Linked DNA regions of Sus scrofa: regions 2 and 3 are each linked to region 1. The links are chromatin contacts, called in public HiChIP or PLAC-seq maps. All regions are on one chromosome and are shown on one strand. The core of a region is the stretch at or near the end of the contact, and the rest is flanking DNA. Distances in the headings are between cores, read along the strand shown.

Region 1 (3,419 bases), core at 571-3,070:
CTTTTCTTCAAACGATATATATATGAGAATGGCTAACTGAATTAGGTCTACTTGTTAGATCTCACTGAAGTATATATAGATGGGTCCTGCTACACTTATCACAAGACTAGCCACAGAGTTCCTTATAATGCAAAAAACTATATAAAGGGAGTCCTTTTCTCTAAGTTTATTTCCATTTCAACTATAAAGATCATAAAGATTCATGTTAAAATCCCTATTTTGCATGGAAAGAAGATCAATATACTGGTGTTCTCTTACAACCTGAGAGAGTCAAATCAAAGTCACGTGATTTTTGCACATCAAACATAAGAATTTGTAAAAAAAAAAAAAAAAAGCTATTACATAACCAACAAACTAAGATGACAAAATTATACTTCAAATTCTTTGAGCTGGAAGCGCAAACAAAATTATCTGAATTATTTTTATTATCCTTATGGTCTTTAAACATTCATGTGACAACAATGAAATCAACATGCTGACGGACTCACTGATAAACAGAAAAAGAAAGATACAAACATGTCTTTATAAAGGTAACTAAAAGGTAACATCAGCCCATTCTAATGGCAACCACAGCAAATTATTAATGGAGCACTACATTAATTTGGCATTGCAGTACCTTTTACCCATTCTATTTGAATGTTAGTGATACATTCACTAGCCAAATAAGACTTACCGATGACCCTTTTCCCCAGTTTTATTGAGAAATAATTGACATTCACCATTGTATAAACTTGAGGCATAGAGCATGCCTCTTGCACTTGAATATAAGTCCCTAATCCTTGTCTTATTCACTACCTTGCTCCCAATACCTACACTAGCACCAAGAACACAATGTTTATTGAATGAATCACAGAAAATTTGGCAATGTGTATACTTGAAGTACTAAATCAAAATATTCTTTACAACCTATAAGAAAAGAGTCATAGATAACTGCATTTTTCATCCCTGGAAACTGTATCAAAAGATAGAAAAACAACAAATAAATAAAAATTCTACTTTCACCCATGCATGCAGTCACCTTTTGTTGCCACTAGATAGCATTCTTTCATCTGCAAGCAAAAAAGTGGAAAGCTTAAGCAGCTCAGAGTAGAGAAGATAACTGTCACCTTCTGATAAATACAATGGTTAAAAATATAAAGAGCAGGAGAACCTGATTAAATACAGGAGTGTTTTTCCCTTTGAATCAATGATTATAAGACGATGCCAATTTTCAGACACTCAACAATAAGGATCACTCTTGTGAACGATCAAAAGCTTAATCTAATCACATTCCATGCAATTCTACGTCTCTTCACTTTGACAGAAATTCTAAGATGCTCAAGTAAAGTGAAAAGTCAATAGTAAGTCATAGTATTTTTTTCACACTCATTTATCCCTCCCACACAGAAACACTGTCTGTGCTTAAAAACTTCACCACTTGTGACACTGGGCAGGTTTTAGTTAATTAAGCTCTGTGTATGAACTCCTCGACTGTAAAATGAGCAAACGGGCACCTATCACATATGGCTGTTGTAGAAATTAAATAAGTAAAAACCTTAGAACAGTGCCTTGCATACACTAAGCTCTCAAAAGTCACTCAAGAACAGTGACTATGATGTAAGAAAATTAGGGACTAGCTACAAAAAAAGATGAGTCATCACAGCTGGCAGGCTCTTCCTTTGTCTCTGACAAGCATAGGAAGTATCTAACATTTACTGAATGCTTTATGTGCCAAGCACTATATTGGGCTCCTAACAAATACTAACCACTGTAAAACACTGCTGCAGTTATGGTCCCCACTGAATCACATCTCCTTGGTCCCCTCCCAGAATAACTCTGGATTTGCTCGTCTGACTTGCTTTGATCAATGGAATACTAGCAAATGTGGAGCAAGCTGGGGCTTGACATGTGCTTGCACACTGGGGTTTTGTCTTCTCCTGCCACTGGGAACCCTAATCCCACCCTAGGAACAAGTTTGGACTAGCCTCCTGAAGGATAAGAGGCCATGTGAAAATAGTCTGAGGCCCTAGAAGTATAAGTAAGGCCAGAGTAAGTGACCTAGACAATCCAGCCCCAGACAGGTCAGCCCAGAACACAAGAATATTCCAGACAGCTACAGAATCATGAGAATGTTTATTGCTTTATGCCACTAAGTTTTGGGGATGGTTTGTTATGCAGCAAAAGCTAACTAATACAACCACCAAATGAATGTAGATATTACTTGTTTTACAGATTAGCAAAGAAGATTCCCAGAATCTTAAGTGAGTTTGGCTCAAAAGGCTTTTTCCACCATACCATGCCACACTCTGAGGTTCTATATTAAAAGGGGATCTCTGGCTAGCTTATTCTATAACCCTTATTTAAGCAGGAACCTTTTCTCTCTACCAGGAGTCAGTACACTATGGCTAATGGGCCACATTCAACTCATTGCCTATTTTATATGGGCTTTGAGCTAAGAATGGCTTACACATTTTTAAATGGCTTAAAACAAATATTTTGTGACATCTGAAAATAATATGAAATTAAGTTTCAGTGTTCGTAAATAAAGAATTCTAGAATACAGCCATGCTCATTCATATATTACCTATGGCTGCTTTTGCACTATGACAGCAGAGTTAGGTGGCTGTTACAGAGACCATATGGATCATGGTTTATAATATTTACTATCTGGCCCTTTATCTAAAGCAAAGTGTCAACCTCTGCTCAGAATTATTCTCTTGACATATGTTTTCGATTTAAGCAAAGAATTTTGCTTGGCCTTTAGTGATGAGTAGACATTTTTTATACTTTTATTACTCCTTTGCCTTTCATTTAAAATTATTTTAGCTTATGCCATTTCTCTCTCTCTCTCTCTCTCTCTTTTTTTAAGGCCGCACCCAAGGCATATGGAGGTCCTCAGGTGAGGGGTCAAATCAGAGCTGTAGCTGCAGGCCTACACCACAGCCACAGCAATGCCAGATCAAAGCCACATCTGCAATCTATAGCACAGCTCAGAGCAACACCCGACCCTTAACCCACTGAGAAAGGCCAGGGATCAAATCTGCATCTTCATGGATGCTAGTCAGATTCACTTCCACTGAGCCAGGATAAGAACTCCTAGCTTGTCATTTCTCTTAGTTCTAACTTTTAACTCTTCTCTTTGGATGGTCTCTGCATTTGTCTAAGAAAGACAGATAACCCCATTTTAAAAATAGTTATTCAGAAACACTGTGATCTTCTATTGGCTGAATGGAACAGACCATATAAAGGAGGTAGAAGATGATGAGGGAGAGATAAGTTATTCAGAAGACCTCTAATTTCCCAGACCTGAACATGTGTAATAACTATGCAGAAATAAACTTCCCTTTTATTCCTAACAGGGATTTCAGGATAGGAGTAGCTATACATAGTCTCCTCTCTTTCGTGAGATTAGTCTCTAATCTCCTGCTGTAAGGAACTAA
Region 2 (3,419 bases), core at 628-3,127, 190 kb before region 1:
CCCGCTGTGGCAAAAACGGGATTGGTGGCGTCTTGGAAGTGCTGGGACCCAGGTTCAATCCTCAGCCTGGCGCAGTGTGCTAAGGATCCAGTGTTGCCTCAGCTGTGGCTTAGGTCAAAGCTATGGCCCAGATCTGATCCCTGGCCTGGGAGCAGCCAAAAAAGAAAAAGAAAAACAAAAAAAAATCCTTATTTTATGGTTCTCTCACCTTCAATAGAGGACTTAGATAAACTAAATTAGGAATCCTTTAGCTGTACTTTTGTTTTTGCAGGCACTTTACCTGGTTAAATATACCAAATTCAACTAAAAAAAAAAGTTCCAAACTGTATCAGAAGTTTAGAGAAAACTTCTATGTGAGGTTCCCTGACCTACAAACTACCTATAAAGGAAGAAAAAGAAAATTCACGCTGGAAAATATAATTTAAAATCAAGAGACAGGAGTTCCTGTGGTGGCTCAATGGTAATGAACCCAGCTAGTATCCATGAGGATGTGGATTAAATCTCTGGCTTCTCCTGGGTTAAAGCATCTGGCGTTTAAACAAAACAAAACAAAGCAAAACAAAACAAAACAAATACCAATCAAGAGATAAATCATCTTTAACAATCTTAAGTGTGGAGTTCCCATTGTTGCTCAGCAGATTAAGAGCCCAACTAGTATCCATGAGGATGTGGGTTCAATTCCTGGCCTCATGGCATTGTCAAGAGCTATGGTGTAGGTCGCAGATGTGGCTTGGATCTGGTGTTACTGTGGCTGTGGGGTAGGCTGGCATCTGCTGCTCCGTTTTGACTCCTAGCTGAGAACTTCCTATGCCACAGGTCTGGCCCTAAGAAGAAAAACAACAACAACAACAAAAAAAAACAACCTTAAAGTCTAACAGCCTTTAAAGAGATGATGTCTTTTTATAAAACAGCCCATTTTTTATTATTTTATTTTTTGTCTTTTTGCCATTTCTTGGGCCACTTCTGCAGCATATGGAGGTTCCCAGGCTAGGGGTCTAATCAGAGCTGTAGCTGCTGGCCTATACCAGAGCCACAGCAAAGCAGAATCCAAGCCGAATCTGCAACCTATACCACAGCTCATGGCAACACTGGATTCTCAACCCACTGAGCAAAGCCAGGGATCGAACCCGAAACCTCATGGTTCCTAGTCGGATTTGTTAACCACTGAGCCAAGACGGGAACTCCTAAAACAGACCGTTTTTTAAAAACAATGAATACATTACCTTAGCAGCTTGAGATTCTCTTAAGTAATATTTTAAAAGGTCAGAAAGTTTGAGGTCCTCATCAGCTGACACTCGTGCTTCTATTTTCTGAAAAAGGGAAAAAACTGGGATTTAATCAATCTTTATATACTACATCCAGTGTTTTCTTTCTTTCTTTCTTTTTTTTTTGCTTTTTCGGGCCGAACCTGCAGCATATAGAAGTTCTCAGGCTAGGGGTCAAATCAGAGCTGTAGCTGCTGGCCTACGCCACAGCCACAGCAACACAGGATCCGAGCTGCATCTGTGACCTCACCACAGCTCACAGCAACACCAGATCCTTAACCCACTGAGAGAGGCTAGGGATTAAACCTGCAACCTCATGATTACTAGTTGGATTCGTTTCCTCTGCGCCACAACAGGAACTTTCAGTGTTTTCTTAATTATTGTAAAACAACAACAACAACAAAAAAACCCACAAGGTTATAAAAGTAACTATAGTTATCAATTCCTATTTAATCTAAGTCTCCTTCCCTCCTTCTATTGGCCTGTTACTTTTCTTTGTAACTGACAAAAAACGAATAGAAAAAAAATGAGATCAAACGAAATTAGTGAATTTACAGGACTCTGTATTTGACTCAAGTTCTTGGCTGTAATGAGTTTCAATATCATCTTTCAGTTTCACTTCTCTTTTCTCTCTATTCATTTCAACAGCAACTGCTACGTACACATGATTATAAAGTAATAAAGGCTGGCGAGAGTAGTAGACTACCAATTCTCCTGCTGCAGATAATGTTTTGACATTGTTTTCTGGTTAACAAAATGTGCCTGAAGAGACCAAAGAGTAATAAACAGATGTGGGTATTAGTCTGAGTTGGGATGAAGTTGGAAAGTAGCCATGTCAGACTAAAAAGATAAGAACTCTTCATTCAGTCTAAAGAGAGAGAGGATAAAGAAGAATGTACTGTCAACTAAATACAACAAGGGGAGCTCCCATTGTGGCTCAGCGGAAATGAATTCAACTAGGAAGGAACCATGAGGTTTCTGGTTCAATCCCTGGCCTCGCTCAGTGGGTTAACGATCTGGTGTTGCTGTGAGCTGTGGTATAGGTCTCAGACACAGCTCGGATCTGGCGTTGCTGTGACTGTGCCATAGGCCAGCAGTTATAGCTCTGACTGGACCCCTAGCCTGGGAATCTCCATATGCTGCGGGTTCGGCCCTAAAAAATAGACAAAAAAACCCATAACCCCCCCGCTCCCAAACAACATGGGAACCTTGTTTGGATCCTGACTCAAACAACGTCCACCATAAAAGCCATTTATGAGACAACTGGGAATGTCTATACACTAGGTATTGATGACACTAGGGGGATAACATAATTGTATTGTCATATTAAAATTGATTCTTCTCTTTTAAAAAGAGAGAGAGATGTGAACAAAGGGCAAAAAACAATATGTACTTGGAATAAAAGAAATTTAATGTAGCAAATATTAATATTTAAAAAATCTGAGTGACACACGTGCAGGAATTCTTTGTACTATTCTTGCAACTTTTCTGTAAGTCTGAAATTGCTGTGAAAATAAAAAGTTTTTAAAAAAAAAACCTACATATTCATCAGAACGACTAAAAGAAAAAAGATACCAAATATTACAACTTTGTGCAGCAGCCCTATGCTCACATTCATTCTAGTGAGAATGTAAGTTGGTACAATTACTTTTGGAAACAGTTTGCAGTATCCACAAAAAATTTTCACATGGATAGCCTATGACCTACCAGGTCCCCCCCTAGTTATATACACACAACAGAAATGCACATTTATGTTCAGATGAAGATAAGAATGGTCTTAAGCAGTACTCTTTGTAAAGAGACCCAAACTAGAAACTATCCAAATGCCTACCAGTAGAACAGCCTACACCACAGCCACAGCAACATCAGATCCAAGCCATGTCTTCGATCTACACCACAGCTCATGGCAGTGCTGGATCCTTAACCTACTGATGAAGGCCAGGGATCAAGCCCGTGTCCTCATGGATGCTGGTCAAATTCATTTCTTCTGGGCCACAACAGGAACTCTGTTGGGCCCTTTTAAATACAGTTCCTCTCCTTCCATTAAGAAGTAGGGTATGTGGAGTTCCCTTCGTGGCGCAGCAGAAACAAATCTGACTAGGAACCATGTGGGTTCGATCCCTGTTCTCGCTCAGTGGGTTAAAGATCTGGCGT
Region 3 (3,419 bases), core at 324-2,823, 130 kb before region 1:
AATGGAAATAAAAATTAAGCCACATGTTATAATTTCTTTCGGATTTCTTCTTTGATCCACGTGTTATTTAGAAGAATACAGCTTAGTTTCCAAATATTTGGGCATTTTTCAAATATCTGTCATCCATTTTAAATTTAATTTTATTTGGTCATAGAATTACTTTATATTATTGAATCTTTTAAAATATATTGAGACTTGTTTTATGTCCCAGAATAAATATAAGTCTATTTTGATAAATGTTCTGTGTGTCCTTAAGAAAGAATGTGGGAGTTCTCACTGTGGCACAGCAGGTTAAGGATCCGGCATTGTCTCTGTGGTGGCTTGGGTCGCTGATGAGGTGTTCTATCCCCAGCCCAGTGTCAATTAGGTTACATTTGTTGATAGTGTTGTTCAAGTCTTCCATAGCTTTTCTGACTTTCTGTCTACTTGTTTTATCAATTATTGTGAGATGCTGAAATCTCTGTCTGTAATTGTGGATTTGTCTATTTTTCATTGCAATTCTACCATTTTTTGCTTCATTTTATTTTGAAACTCTGTTACTAAGTGTATAAACAGTTAAGATTGTCCTTTGAGGAAGTGACTCAATTATGAAAGGAACCTCTTTATTCTTGCTAATGTTCTCTGCTCTGCAATCTACTTCGTCTGATACTAACATAGCCCCTACAGCTCTCTTTTGACCTGGTATATTTTGGTTTTCTTTTTACAGCCACACCTTTTATCATTTCCTTTTATGATTGTGCTATGCTGCATGTTGTCCAATGTCTGTACTTTTTTTTTTTTTTTTGGTCTTTTTAGGGATGCACCAGAGGCATGAGGAAGTTCCCAGGCTAGAGGTCAAATCGGAGCTGCAGCTGCCGGCCTACACCACAGCCACAGCAATGCTGGATCCTTAACCCACTGAGCAGGGCCAGCGATCGAACCCTTGTCCTCATGGATACTAGTCAGGTTTGTTAACTGCAGAGCCACAACAGGAACTCCTTGAATTTTCTTTTCTTTTTAGAGCTACATCCGTGGCATATGGAAGTGCCCAGGCTAGGGTGTGAATCAGAGCTGCAGCTGCCAGCCTACGCCACAGCCACAGCAATGTGGGATCTGAGCCAAATCTGTAACCTACACTACAGCTCACAGCAACTCTGGATCCTTAACCCACTGAGTGAGGCCAGGGATCGAACACGAGTCCTCATGGATACTAGTAGGGGGTTGTTACTGCTGAGCCATGACGGGAACTCCCCAATGTCTGAATTTGAAACTGTTGTTTCAAATGTTTTTGTTCAGTTTTTCAATTTTTTAAGGCAGGCAGAAAATTCAGTTCCTGTTACTCCGTCATGACAGAAAGCAGAAGTCCCAGGAGCCATATTTTAATCACAGATGTGCTATTTTTCTCCGAGAAAGTTAGTTAACCTCTCAGACCTCACTTCCTCAAATGACTTTTTAAAATGTATTTTTTAAGAGCAGTTTTAGGATCACAGTAAAATTGAGGGAAAGGTACAGAGATTTTCTATATATGCCTGAGTCCACACATGAATAATCTTCCCCATTATCAACATCCCCCACCAGCACGATAAATTTGGTACAAATGATGAACATGCACTGAGTCATCATTACCACCTAGAGCCTGCAGTTTACACTAGGGTTCATTCTTGGTGTTGTCCATTCTACGGTTTTGGAAAAATGTATAATGATAGGTATCCACCATTATAGTATCATACAGAGTAGTTTCATTGTCTTGCTCAGGTTGTTTATTTTTTTATTGTTAAGTTTTTAAGAGTTCTTTGTATATTTTGAGTAATAGTCCCTTACCAGATACGTCTTTGGCAAACATTTTCTCCCAGTCCGTGGCTTGTTTTTTTGTTTTCTTGGCAGTATTTTTCTTTTTCTTTGTTTTTTGGGGCCGAACCTGCGGCATACGGAAATTCCCAGGGCAGAGGTCAAATCAGAGCTACAGCTGCTGGCCTACAGCACAGCCACAGCAACTTGGGATCTGAGCTGTGTCTGCGACCTACACCAGAGCTCATGGCAACACCGGATCCTTAACCCACTGAGCAAGACCAGGGATTGAACCTGCATCCTCATGGATCCTAGTTGGGTTCCTTAACCACTGAGCCACGACAGGAACGCCCTCATGTATTTCTTGTAGAGCAGTTTAGCTCTTTCTTCACAGGCTCCAGGCCAGCCAAGTCATTCCCAAAGGTCTCATCTTCATAATTAATTTTAAAATGTGTTCTTCTACTTTAACAATGATAACTCTGGAAGGAACACTGGGGTGTTGGACTTTTTCCCCCCACAATGTACATCATGATTATGAACATCACAGTGATGGTGACAGAGATGGTGATGCTGAAGATAATGACAATAGGACTTAAGTAAATATGCTTAAGTTACTATATGAGGAGACATACAGTCTCTTCCAGTAAAATCAATGGTCCTTTCCTTGTTATATAGGAGACCATATATTTTATCTTTGTTTACTACAGAATATTAACCAGAGTCTCTAAAGTGCTTCAACCTCTCAAAAGTAAAAGTGCTGAACTCTGCAGATGCATTTTGTAAATGTATAAGTATGGCAGAAAGCCAGCAAGTTCCTGGAAGACAAGAGGATGTTGGCCCAGCTTTATGAAGTATATGTATTGTCATCACATTCTTTAATAGACCATGGGAAGGCAGAGGCATGGGCCATGTCTTTGACATAATGTATTTTTGCAGTTCTAAGGGGCACCAACAGCATTTGAGAGAAACAAAAAAGGCAGTGTAATAAGTGTTTACACCAACAATAAGCTATATCCATCCTGATTTCAGAACTTTAAAATGAGAATATAAAACTATCTTAGAAGTAAGGAGGATTGTTCTTTCTTTCTCTCTTTCTCTCTTTCTTTCTTTTTTCTTTTCAGGGCCACACCTGCAACATATGGAAGTTCCTGGGCTAGGGGTTGATTTGGAGCTGCAGTTGCTGGCCTGCCCACAGCCACAACAAGACAGGATCTGTGACCTACACCATAGCTCATAGCAATGCCATATCCTTAACCCACTGAGCGAGGTCAGGGGACGAACCCACATCCTCATGGATACTAGTCAGCCACAATGGGAACTCCAGGAGTACTGTATTTTCTGTTCAGATCTTCTACAGCACATTCCTCTATATCCTGAAGAATAATACTTCAATAATATTGTTGCTAAATACATGCACAATTGGCTTTCAAATAGAAATCACAGATCATTATATTCATAACTAGGCATAAAATTTACTGAATAGTCTTTTTCAGGACTTAATTTTGGAATATAAAGAATTTTCTGAGGCTTGAATGGTAGAGACCAACTTCTCTAAGCCTCAGTTCTCTCATCTATAAAATGGGTAAAATAAAGCACCACTGTCATAAGATTGGTGAAGAGATAAATGGGACAATACATGTAAAGTGCTTAGC

What was found. HiChIP or PLAC-seq counts read pairs in DNA pulled down with a chosen protein or histone mark.
Region 2: a contact with region 1 is called in an H3K27ac HiChIP or PLAC-seq map of alveolar macrophages. The contact joins two enhancer-like sites. A contact is called at or near these places in 1 of 47 Hi-C or Micro-C datasets (epiblast stem cells) and 1 of 2 datasets of contacts at active chromatin or transcription factors (alveolar macrophages).
Region 3: an H3K27ac HiChIP or PLAC-seq map of alveolar macrophages shows a contact between it and region 1. The contact joins two enhancer-like sites. A contact is called at or near these places in 1 of 47 Hi-C or Micro-C datasets (embryonic fibroblasts) and 1 of 2 datasets of contacts at active chromatin or transcription factors (alveolar macrophages).

Annotation. Positions count from the first base shown.
Region 1 is chr7:64,999,957-65,003,375 of Sscrofa11.1, reverse strand. The region is part of intron 3 of BAZ1A (bromodomain adjacent to zinc finger domain 1A); the gene reads right to left. Among named protein-coding and RNA genes, the nearest start is that of BAZ1A, 32 kb to the right of the region's middle. Within about 2 kb of position 1,820, at least 17 of the 83 cell types and tissues checked have an H3K27ac peak or open chromatin away from gene starts, as enhancers often do. A contact at or near this core is called in alveolar macrophages, where this site is marked.
Region 2 is chr7:65,189,814-65,193,232 of Sscrofa11.1, reverse strand. It overlaps SNX6 (sorting nexin 6), which reads right to left. Exons shown (of 14, transcript NM_001244216.1): 11 at 1,224-1,310. Among named protein-coding and RNA genes, the nearest start is that of TRNAY-GUA, 24 kb to the left of the region's middle. Within about 2 kb of position 1,877, at least 11 of the 83 cell types and tissues checked have an H3K27ac peak or open chromatin away from gene starts, as enhancers often do. A contact at or near this core is called in alveolar macrophages, where this site is marked.
Region 3 is chr7:65,128,960-65,132,378 of Sscrofa11.1, reverse strand. All of the region lies in intron 2 of LOC110261575 (a long non-coding RNA gene), which reads right to left. Among named protein-coding and RNA genes, the nearest start is that of SNX6, 26 kb to the left of the region's middle. Within about 2 kb of position 1,573, at least 5 of the 83 cell types and tissues checked have an H3K27ac peak or open chromatin away from gene starts, as enhancers often do. A contact at or near this core is called in alveolar macrophages, where this site is marked.